Linked DNA regions of Sus scrofa: regions 2 and 3 are each linked to region 1. A link is a contact called in public Hi-C and promoter capture Hi-C data. All regions are on one chromosome and are shown on one strand. The core of a region is the stretch at or near the end of the contact, and the rest is flanking DNA. Distances in the headings are between cores, read along the strand shown. Region 1 holds the start of ADM (adrenomedullin). Region 2 has its middle 95 kb from the start of SWAP70. Region 3 overlaps SBF2 (myotubularin-related protein 13).

What was found. Promoter capture Hi-C pulls out the DNA fragments that hold promoters and counts their contacts. A called contact is a pair of places that touch in the nucleus more often than the background predicts.
Region 2: a contact with region 1 is called in a Hi-C map of embryonic fibroblasts, with 7 times the contacts expected there. The contact joins the enhancer-like site here to the promoter of ADM in region 1. A contact is called at or near these places in 5 of 5 promoter capture datasets (fetal liver, fetal skeletal muscle, liver and 1 more), 22 of 47 Hi-C or Micro-C datasets (alveolar macrophages, blood, brain and 13 more) and 2 of 2 datasets of contacts at active chromatin or transcription factors (alveolar macrophages and skeletal muscle).
Region 3: a promoter capture Hi-C map of skeletal muscle shows a contact between it and region 1, with 20 times the contacts expected there. The contact joins the enhancer-like site here to the promoter of ADM in region 1. A contact is called at or near these places in 2 of 5 promoter capture datasets (liver and skeletal muscle), 7 of 47 Hi-C or Micro-C datasets (embryonic fibroblasts, fetal skeletal muscle, liver and 2 more) and 2 of 2 datasets of contacts at active chromatin or transcription factors (alveolar macrophages and skeletal muscle).

The regions. Positions count from the first base shown.
Region 1 is chr2:49,229,892-49,233,170 of Sscrofa11.1, forward strand. ADM (adrenomedullin) reads right to left here and starts at 1,630. Exons shown (of 4, transcript NM_214107.1): 1 at 1,505-1,630; 2 at 942-1,060; 3 at 636-785; 4 at 1-429. The coding sequence starts at 1,039. The coding sequence ends at 111. It overlaps LOC100525978 (a long non-coding RNA gene), which reads left to right and starts at 2,062. Exons shown (of 2, transcript XR_301768.3): 1 at 2,062-3,279.
Region 2 is chr2:49,708,412-49,711,690 of Sscrofa11.1, forward strand. No RefSeq gene overlaps it. Among named protein-coding and RNA genes, the nearest start is that of SWAP70, 95 kb to the right of the region's middle. Within about 2 kb of position 1,745, at least 47 of the 83 cell types and tissues checked have an H3K27ac peak or open chromatin away from gene starts, as enhancers often do. A contact at or near this core is called in alveolar macrophages, embryonic fibroblasts, fetal liver and 8 more, where this site is marked.
Region 3 is chr2:49,590,852-49,594,130 of Sscrofa11.1, forward strand. All of the region lies in intron 17 of SBF2 (myotubularin-related protein 13), which reads left to right. Among named protein-coding and RNA genes, the nearest start is that of SWAP70, 210 kb to the right of the region's middle. Within about 2 kb of position 1,715, at least 10 of the 83 cell types and tissues checked have an H3K27ac peak or open chromatin away from gene starts, as enhancers often do. A contact at or near this core is called in fetal skeletal muscle and skeletal muscle, where this site is marked.

The sequences.
Region 1 (3,279 bases), core at 380-2,879:
GTCTCTGCCCGGGCCCCAGCCGCTGAGGGGCTCGGCTCCGGGAAGCCCCCCGCCCCAGGAAGCGCCGGCATGATGCATGCGCGACTGTTCGCTGCTGCCACAGTAGGCGCCTAAATCCTAAAGAGAGTGGCGAGCACTTGATGCGCCGGGGAGGCCGGGGCCCCGTGCGCCTGTGGCTCCTGGGACCTCAGAGTCCGGCCCAGGCTGGCTTCGGGCAGAGAGCGTCGGCGCCGGCGGCCGTAGCCCTGGGGGCTGATCTTGCTCCGGGGGGCGACGCCGTCCTTGTCTTTGTCCGTGAACTGGTAGATCTGGTGCGCCAGCTTCTGCACGGTGCACGTCCCAAAGCGACAGCCGAAGCTCCGCAGGCCCTGGAAGTTGTTCATACTCTGGCGGTAGCGCTTGACTCGGATGCGGGCTGCATCCGGAATGCTGGAGAGGGGAAGGAAGGCAACGTGAGACCCCCATCAAGCAAGTCTTTGGCCCCCGCCACCGAGAACGGAGCCTTTCTAGGACCAGAGGGAGCTGGAAACTGCTACCTCTATCTGAACTGCCATACAGCCCTGATGATCCCCAGGGGCAGGGCAATGGAGGAGGGTTCTTCTTGCCCACCCCGCCTAGGCGTCTGGCATAGTTACCTGGCCTGGGGGCTGCGAGAGGAGCCCTTCACATCCTGGGGCCGAATGACAGTCTGGGCAGGCCCGGCCTTCAAGTCGGCGATCCCGGTGGGGTAGCTGCTGGACAGCCGAAGTTCTCTTTTTCCACGACTTAGAGCCCACTTATTCCATCTAAAAAACATAAATAGACTTGATTCGCAATTGTCCAGGCGAGGTGCTGGCCGGTCCCCGCTTCTATTCACTTCTAACCCCTCTGGCACCAATGGTCAGTTCCCCTTGTCTTGCAGGTACCAGAACTGGGGAAGGCGCTGCCCGAGCGAGACTCACTTCTTTCGGAACTCTGCCGCCACGTCGAGCCGAGCTGTGTCAGCGCCCAGGAAGGCGAGCGAGCCCAGGTACATGAGGGCTACGGGAACCAGCTTCATCCCGGCTGAGATGTGCAGACCCTGAGATAGGAGAGAGAAGAGCCGAGGGTGAGCGCCCGGGCCCGCCGCACCGCCGGGCGGGGCACGGAGGCGGGCGGGGGACCCCGGCGCGGGCAGGCTCAGCCCGCGCTCTGCCTGACTCAGACGCTTATCTCCCCGGGGCGCAGAGAGGCGCCAGCGGCATTTGCACCCGCCAGGCGGGTGACAGGCCCCGCAGGGGAGGCCACTGCCCCGCGCCAGGCTCCCGGAGGTTCCCCTCTCAACTTGTCGTAATTTGCCTGACAGAGCAGAGGGGACTGGGTTTCTGGAGTTTCAACTGTATCCACAAGCTGGGCGTGGGATGGGGGATGCACCCAGCAGAGGACCCTCCAAAGTGGACAGCACTCCTCACCCAGAGCTCCCAGTCTCCGGCTTGGGCAACCCCCACCCCCACCCGCTTTAACCCGCTCCGCTTTTGGTGCTTACCTGCTAAGGGGGTGATCTGCCAAGATTTGGGAAGATGAAGTCTGAGACGTCCCTCTGGCAGTGGCAAAACCCCGACGTCCAAGCTGTGGTAAGAAACTAGAGGTGGCAAGGCTCGAGCTGTTCCGCCTCAGTGTCACCAAGAAACCACTGAGTGGCCGGCTCTCGTTCCTCGGCTTTATAAGAGCGCAGGGGGCGGGGCCTAGGCTGCCCTCGCGCCCTCCCTTTCTTCCCTTGGGCGCGCACTCTGCAATCAGGCGCGCGCATTGCTTGCTTGAGGGTACGTGCTTTGGGTGGGGGCGAGGTGGGGGGCGTCCCTCATACCGAGAGGGCTCAGAGATGAGCTCCAGGAGATAGGTGCAAGAACTGCCCCAGCCCTGACTCTCCCTGCACGGGGTTCAGACTTTAAGCCGAGCCGAAGTGAGGCTGTACAGCCTCTTGAGGTCCTTACCCAGGACCTATGCAGCCAAGAGTGTAAGGTCTCCTGACACAGAACTTCAAGAGCCAGCATACGGTAGCACGCAGATGACTTGAACCCAGGACCTTGGGAGCTGTGCCCTCTAGTGGACCGCGCCCCCTGCCGGCTCGGCGCCTGACCTGGCCGCGACCCTAGACGCTCCCAGAGCCTCAGGGGCAGGGCACACACAGAGCACAGCTGAGAGGAGGGGGGCTTGCCAGTGGCGGAGACTCCGGGGTTCTGGAATGGACTAGCAAGATTTCGCAATAGGGGCAAGGCTCAGAAAGACTGATTTGACAATTGGGATTTAGAGAGGGGAGTTATCTGAAGTTTCAGAATTTGCGTGCCTATTTGGAAATTTAGGAATAACCAAAATTAGGAGGAAGAATAACCTTTTCGTCCCCCCCCCCAGTAATCCAATTATGCCTTATAAGGTTACAACCTGAAAGTTTGCCTTGCTGCCCTCGAAGCCTACGTTCACCCCTTGTAAACGTGAGAATTTACTGCCAGGGAGCACACTAATGCTTCATGAATGTTAATCGCTTTACAGTTTACAAAGCATGGCCACATCCTGATCTTTGATCCTCACACCTACCCTTGAGTTAGATGAGGAAGGTAACACCGATTTTCTACTTGGTGAAATGAGAAAATTAAGATTCACAGGGGGTCTCATTTGCCCAAAGTCACATCAAAGGTGGTAAGCAGTAGTGTCCTGGACTCACTGGACTGGGGCTCAGCGTGAATTTTTCTAGGCTGGGGTCATCATGCCATCAAAGGGGGTTGGAGAGTCCTAGCTCCCGCCCAAGGATTTTGCCTGTTCATGATGAATCACCCCCAAGCCTGTTTTGTCACCCGTTTATGCTCTTCCATCACTGCTTCTTGACTTCACTTTCTCATTTAGCTTCTGGGGTGGAATGGGGGAGGGGTTGCACTCCGCCTCCTGGGCTCCCTACTTCTTGCAGGAGGGCTTCTCATGTCCTATCACCCACTACTCTGGATGTAGGTCCATGAAGCCCAGGGCCTAAACTGAGAAGCAGAGAGAGCAGGTCCACTGGAACTCTGGACCAGCTTCTAAATCTCATCCTGTGTACATGGGCAAATCACATCTCTTCTATAATTTCACTGTGTACATGGGCAAATCACATCTCTTTTATAATTTCCTCATTTACAACCTGCCCCTGGTAGATCTCTAAGCTTCCTACCTGCTCTGCCATACCGGTTCTGAGAATCCGTGCACAGGCGGCTGGCGCTGAAGCCTGCGGACCTTGCCTGGCCTGGGCAGTGTACTGCTGGCTCAGCCACCTTTCCACTCCAGGACTGA
Region 2 (3,279 bases), core at 495-2,994, 480 kb after region 1:
GCCTTGGTTTGGCACCAACCAGCTGGTCCCAGGCATTGTGCTCGTCCCTGTTCCAAAGTGGGGCTGCGCCTCCTGCATATTTTTTCCACGATGTCCCAGACAGGTAGTTCCTGTGGGTCCAACCCAGAATCCATCCCTTCCAGGCCCATCTGAGAGCCCCCTTGTCCCACAGCTCAAGCCTTGGACATTTCCAGAGAACAGAGCCACCCACCAGCTCTCGCCTCACACTTCAGCCCTGGCTGCGGAAAGCTGGGGCCTCTTCTGTTAATTTTCTCCAGCTCCTCCGAGGCTGGGCCCTGGGCCCAGTGAAGTCACGGTCTGGGAGGCAGCCCTGGCTCCCTGCCCGCCCACGGAGGCTATATTTGGAGCAAGACAACTCCCTGCAGACACAGACTTGGGACCCACCCTGCAATGCTGCTGCCCCAACCAATTTTACCGAGTCTCCAAGCAGGGTGGGTGTCACTCATATTTTCACTTGTTTGCTCATTCATGAATTTGGTCACTCATTGCTCTAGTCTTCAAAACAACTGGATTGACACCTCCACCCCCGACATATGGGGGGGGGGCACGTCCACGTGCTTGTATGATATCCGTGTCTAAGTAGGAAAGGCAGAACATACTCTGGGGGGCCCTCGCTCTCGGTCCAATGGTGCTGGTGACTCAGGATTAGGTGCGTGTGGGTCTGTGGGTACCTGTGTGCGAGCAGGCACGTGCTCTCTGAGGAGGCAGCTGTGACTCAGCCACACGGCGTCGGTGCGTACCTGTGTGGATGTGCCTGTGTGCAGGCACCAGCAGTGGCGCTTGCCCCCAGGGGGTGGGGGAAGTGGTTGGGACTGACTCAGCTGCATCTGGTGACTGGGCGCCCGCAGGCCAGCTGTGACTTTATAGCCTTGCTCACTTGCCAAGCCAAACAGCCAGTGTTGGGTGCAAATATTCTACAGAGTGTGTGGGGAAGAGGTCCTGAGCAGGAGACTCAGCAGCCTGATTGCAGCCCTGTCTGCCCCTGCCGCTCCCCCCGCCCCGCCTGCACCTCCACTGCAAGTAGGGCCTCCCCCTCCCCTTCCCCAATCTCAACCCCTCTGGCCTGGTTTCCTGGAGGCTGGGAGGTCGCGCCTCATATTGACTCCTCTGTCATCTCCACCAGTCCCAGGTTGGCACACATTGGGTACAAGCCTTGTACCCAGCGCGGCAAGGCTGCCAGTCCCACCCATTTTCCTACCGCACAAAAACCCTTCTGTTTCCACCATGATTGCCTCGTTCTCCAACATGTGAGCCCAGCCCGTAGCCTCAGCAAGCACAACCGGGAACCTCTGCTGACCTCCTGGGCTCCAGCCCGGTCTGCTGCCCTGCCCCGTCCCCGCCCGCCCCGTCCCCGCCCCCATCTCCCCTTCGGTGTTTCTTGCCCCATCTATGCCTGTCTCCTTATCTGTCCCAGGGTCTATCTTTGTCTCTTCTCCAGGCTGTCTGTCTGCAGCGGAGGCTTCACAAGAGCAGAGGTGCTGACAGAGAGGGGGTGTGGGGAGGACACTCCGTGTCCCCTTTTTGAGCCTTATCTGGAAAACGAAGTTACTGCTCAGGGCTCAGGCTGGAATTTCGCCCCGGATGACCTTGCTCAGTTTGCTGGGGCCTCCCCGGGGACGGCTGGGGTCAGGCCAAGCAGGAAACAGGCCCCTGCTTGTTGGCTGCTCCTCCTCCCTCCTCACCCACTCTCGCCCCAACCCGCAGCCTCCAGCCGAGCGAGTCCGCAGAGGGCAGAGGGCCGCCCCTTTCCAAGGCACTTACAGAAACAGGGCTCAGGCTGTGCGCACCAACCCCTCCGGGGGAAGGGGAGCGGGGGAGGGGCGGGCCACGGCCAACCCGCCTCCTGGCGCCAGCAAGGGCCCCACGAGGAAACCCCCAGGAGCTAAGGAGGAACAGAGGGCTTCCCACCCTCGCCCCCCATGGCCCCAGGCCGGCCTGTACTTGCCCGCACATGTGTGAGCTGGGAATGACTAGTCGGGACATCTGGGTTTCGTCCTAGATGCTTCGTGACCTGTGTCCCCTTGGGCAACTGCCTACTCTCCACTCTCCCGGCCTCACCTTCCTCATCAGTAAAACAGGAAAGCAGCGCCAAGGTTCCCGGTGGCTGGAGATAAAATGAGTGGGCGGCAGTGCACGGGTGAGCCCCAGCTTGGGGGCTTCCTTCCGCCCTCAGCAGGACGACCCGCTGCCCCCTCTCCAGCCGGTGCAAGAGGATGCAACCTAGGCAACGACCCTTCCCCGCCCACCAGGACCGCTGGCTGGAGACCGCCTCGCCTGGGTCCGCGGCACACGCCTGCCCCCTGGCGGCCTCGCCGTCGCTGCTCCTGGCACGAGGGCATGCCCAAAGGGGGGCCTCCTGGGTCTGGGCTGCTCAAGGACCTGGCCCGGCGGGGAGGTTACAGCTCAGGATTTTTTTTTTTTTTTTCTCCTTGCATTCCTGCTTTTCCTCCATTTTTCCACATTGGGTAGGTATTTGCGATAAGAAAACCCCCCACAAACATCACTTCTTTTTTAAAATCACATGGAGTCTGTGGGAATTCTGGAAGTCCTGGGTTTTCTAGTATCTTCATTTACATGAGGTCTTCCAGGGTTGACTGGAAGAAAGGAGACAAGGACTTGTTGCATTGGGGTTGCTGGTCTACCCTCCACATATGCTGGGATTAACTTTAAGAAGAAAGGGAGGAGTGCCTGTGGTGGGTCAGCAGAAGCAAATCTGACTAGCATCCATGAGGTTGCGGGTTCAATCCCTGGCCTTGCTCAGTGGGTTAAAGATCCGGCATCACCATGAGCTGTGGTGTAGGGCACAGACTCAGCTCAGATCTAACTTTGCTGTGGCTGTGGTGTAGGCCAGTGGCTACAGCTCCGATTCAACCTGTAGCCTGGGATCCTCCATAGGCTGCTAGTGCAGCCCTGAAAGGAACAAAAAAAAAAAAAAAAAAAAAAAGGAGAAAGAAAGGGAAACATGTCTTCAGTCTCTGGCTAGGGTGGGCTAAATGCCTGGAAGAGGAAAGCTGTGGGCTGCTCAGTCAGTCTCTGATGGTGCCTGGGGGGTTGACTAGGGATATATTTGAGAACAGGGATTTATTTCAGAAAGGTGTCACTAACAAGCCAGCGTTTACTAAAGACTTACAGCTGTGAGGAGGCCTCCTGCCCTTCCCAAGCCCTGGGCTAAGCCGTTGGGAGAGTTCATCAGACCTGAAGCACCAGTAGGAGGCACCCCCGACTGATGTTGAGGTGGAATCTGCAAGACCACCACAT
Region 3 (3,279 bases), core at 465-2,964, 360 kb after region 1:
ATCATCCTCTTTGGAATGTACAAACTTAAAATTTGTACAGCATGATTCTCTCTAGTGGGATGCTGTGTCACAATTGGCAGTTACTTGTTCTTCCTAACACAACTCTGTGCTGTTTCACAGGGCTTCATACCAATGTTTTAAAACATTGTAAGTGACGGTACATTTTAGAATTAACATCCTAGCCCCCAGCAGAGTGCTAAACACATCTTTGGTGCTCTGAAAAATGTTCATGGTTATAGTATAATAGATCTTTAGGTGCCAGTGCTGTGTGCAGAGAGCCCTCTGTCCAAATGCAGATTTTACTTTGTGTAACCATTGCTTCAATTTATTTATCTTTTATCTGTCATCCTGCTTTTCTTCTTGGTCTTGAAAAAATGAGAGTCTATATCCAGAAATGCTTTGGTGATGCTTACTATGCCATAAAGGGCAAAGGAGCACTATATCTTTATGTTTATGATTGACATTTGTATAATCTTAAAACACCATTGATCTCAGATCTTTTTGTTTTCCATGGGTGAGCACTTGCCAAAGGCAGTAAAAAGATTAAGGCATATATCTCACAGGATGGACGTAAATAAATTATAAGTATTTCCTAGTCCTTCTCCTTAAATCTGAAAGTCATACTTGTTATTTAAGCCATTGGTAAAAATGTTGAAAAGAGCAGAATTTTATAGCAGGCCACCTGACATTTCCTTTTCAGATAGTATCAATCTACTTAGTCATTAGATGTGAAAAATATGATGGGAAAGTTAATTTGGAATCTAGTCACAGAATGCCTAGAATGTCACATTAAGGAGTTTAGATTAATATTATTCAGTAGTCACTAAGAAGCATGCAATAGCATACGCTAGAACAGGGCAGTGAGTGACCTGCATGTGTTTCAGAAACTTAACAGCAGTGTAGATGTTGAGGACAGAGAGGTTGATGGAACAGAAGCCACTTAGTAGGCTTGTATAACAGACAAATGTTGATTAGAGCACTTAGGGAGAGATCCACATAGAAAGTTATCTATAGCATGGTTTACTTTTAGCAAGGAATACAAACCAAATGCCTATGGAGGCCAAACAAATAAGGCAGATGAGTTAAGCAGGACAAAGGAAGAGGCGGTGTGATGAGGGCAGTGGCTCCTCCTCGGCTCCAGCAGTTGTCACCACACAGGAATGCAGGAACATTCATTGTTCCATGTCTTTCCATTTTTAAAGAGAAGTTGGAAGTTTAGTGTTTATGTACAATCTCTTCGTTTTTAAATGCTGGCTTAATTTTTTAAAAGCCCTCACCAACCAAAAAAACAAACCCATCTGCAGCCAGATGCAGCTAATGGGATGCTAGCTTTACAACCTGTAGCTTTTAGCTTCCTCTGGTTGTGAATTCTTGTCATGTGTAGTAAGGAAAAAGCCTAAGGAAATAGAAAACTTCTGGTGACATATAGCCTGATAACATAATTCAAAAAAGAATGTAAAATGCAAAACTTAATGACTCTCTTTGTGGATAGTGAGAGCAAAGATTTTATTAACAACTTGTCCCTAAAGAGCACTTTATAAATAGATTATTCTTCTAGTTATTTTGCTTAGGTAGCACTGTTTCCTTCTTATTAGTCAGCATTGTTAGCATTTTTTTAGAAATGATAGATTTAATGGAGGCTTGTGGAGGAGCCGCTGAATTACAGAAGTTATTACAGCAGAAAATAAATTATGTGGTGCTATAAATACTTAATTCAGTGACTCAGCAAATTCCCTTTATGTCCAAAGGGAAACATTTTGTACCTAAGTCATGAGGTCTGTTTTTAATTTCTGCAGCTTTGCAGTTGCCCCTGTTTGTCACTGATAGATTTTTCCATGATACGAGAGGTCTAGAGATAAAGAGAGGCCACTTGCAGAGGGAGATTAAGTATTGGGGAAATGAAACCAGGGTGAACCCTCAGTCATAGGAGTGTTTCAGTACTGATGGCAGGGGATTACCAGGAAGAAGTCAGAGAACCATCTGAAATGACTATGGGAAAGTAAAATAGTTTTGTTATGCTCTTGGATGACATTTCCAGCTCATAAAATTAGAATGAAAATTATAATATTAGAAGCAAACTCCCGGAAATATGTAATTAACTTTCTTAGAATTCAACAAGTGTTTTGTGTACCCCCAATACCCGTGTTTAAGATACTTTGTTTCCAAGATGTGCCAGAGGTAGTTTCTCCCCCTCAAAAGCTATTAAGAGAAAGACTGTATGTACCCCCAATTTTTAATTATTTCTATTTAATTGGTTTAATACATATTTAATATATTTAATAGTTTATGCTTAGTATTAAAAACCTAATAAATTAGCCTTTTAATAAATATTTATTATCATCTTAATGGACATGTGAAAATAGGAATAATGTAGGAATAGATTTCTCATAATACATTTTCTTATAAAACAGTAGGGTATTGCTTAATAAAAAAAGATCCTCTGTACCTTGACCATTTTTATTGTAGTATAAATACTAATGCTATTTATTGCTATTAGGTTTTACCACACTGGCAACTAAATTCCGTCAGTAGTGGTTCTATCTTACATAATTCTGAGAGAGGTTCTAAAATGGCATTTTAGTGCATTCTTGAATAGAAATAGCCCTAAAATAGAGTGATATAATTGTTAAAGAAGTTTAAACAAAGTTCTATATAAGGTAATGTCTTAGTCTTCTCTGGCTGTAATAATAAAATACCATAGGCTGGGTGGCTTCAACAATCGAATTTTATTTTTTTTCACAGTTCTGGAGGCTGGGAATCCAAGATCAAGTTTCCAGGCAATTTCATTTCTGGCTAAGGACTCTTTCTGGCTTGAAGCCACCTCTCGGGTTCTGTCCTCACTGGGTCTTATCTCATGTGGGGGGGAAGAGAGCTCTGTGGTATCTCTTCTTATAAGGACACTAATCCTATCAGATTAGGGCCCCACCCTTATGACCTCATTTAACCGTAATTACTTACACTAGGGAGTTAGGGCATCAACATATGAATTTTAGGGGGGCACAAAGAGTCAACAATAGATAGGAAAGAGAGAGGGAGTAACCAGGGAAGGCATTTTGAAATAGGTAGCACTTAAATAGGCCTTTGGAGAATGAATGGGATTTTAACCATTAAAGATTGGAAGAAGATATTCCAAGTGAAAGAAATGGCTTAATCAGTGTCATGACAATGAGAAAGCAAAGAATATGTTCAGCACACAGAGCATTCAGCTCCCTCAGCTGCAGGATGACATCTACACAAGTGAGTAGTACTCAGGAAGTCCAGAAAGAGAGGATGTAGCCA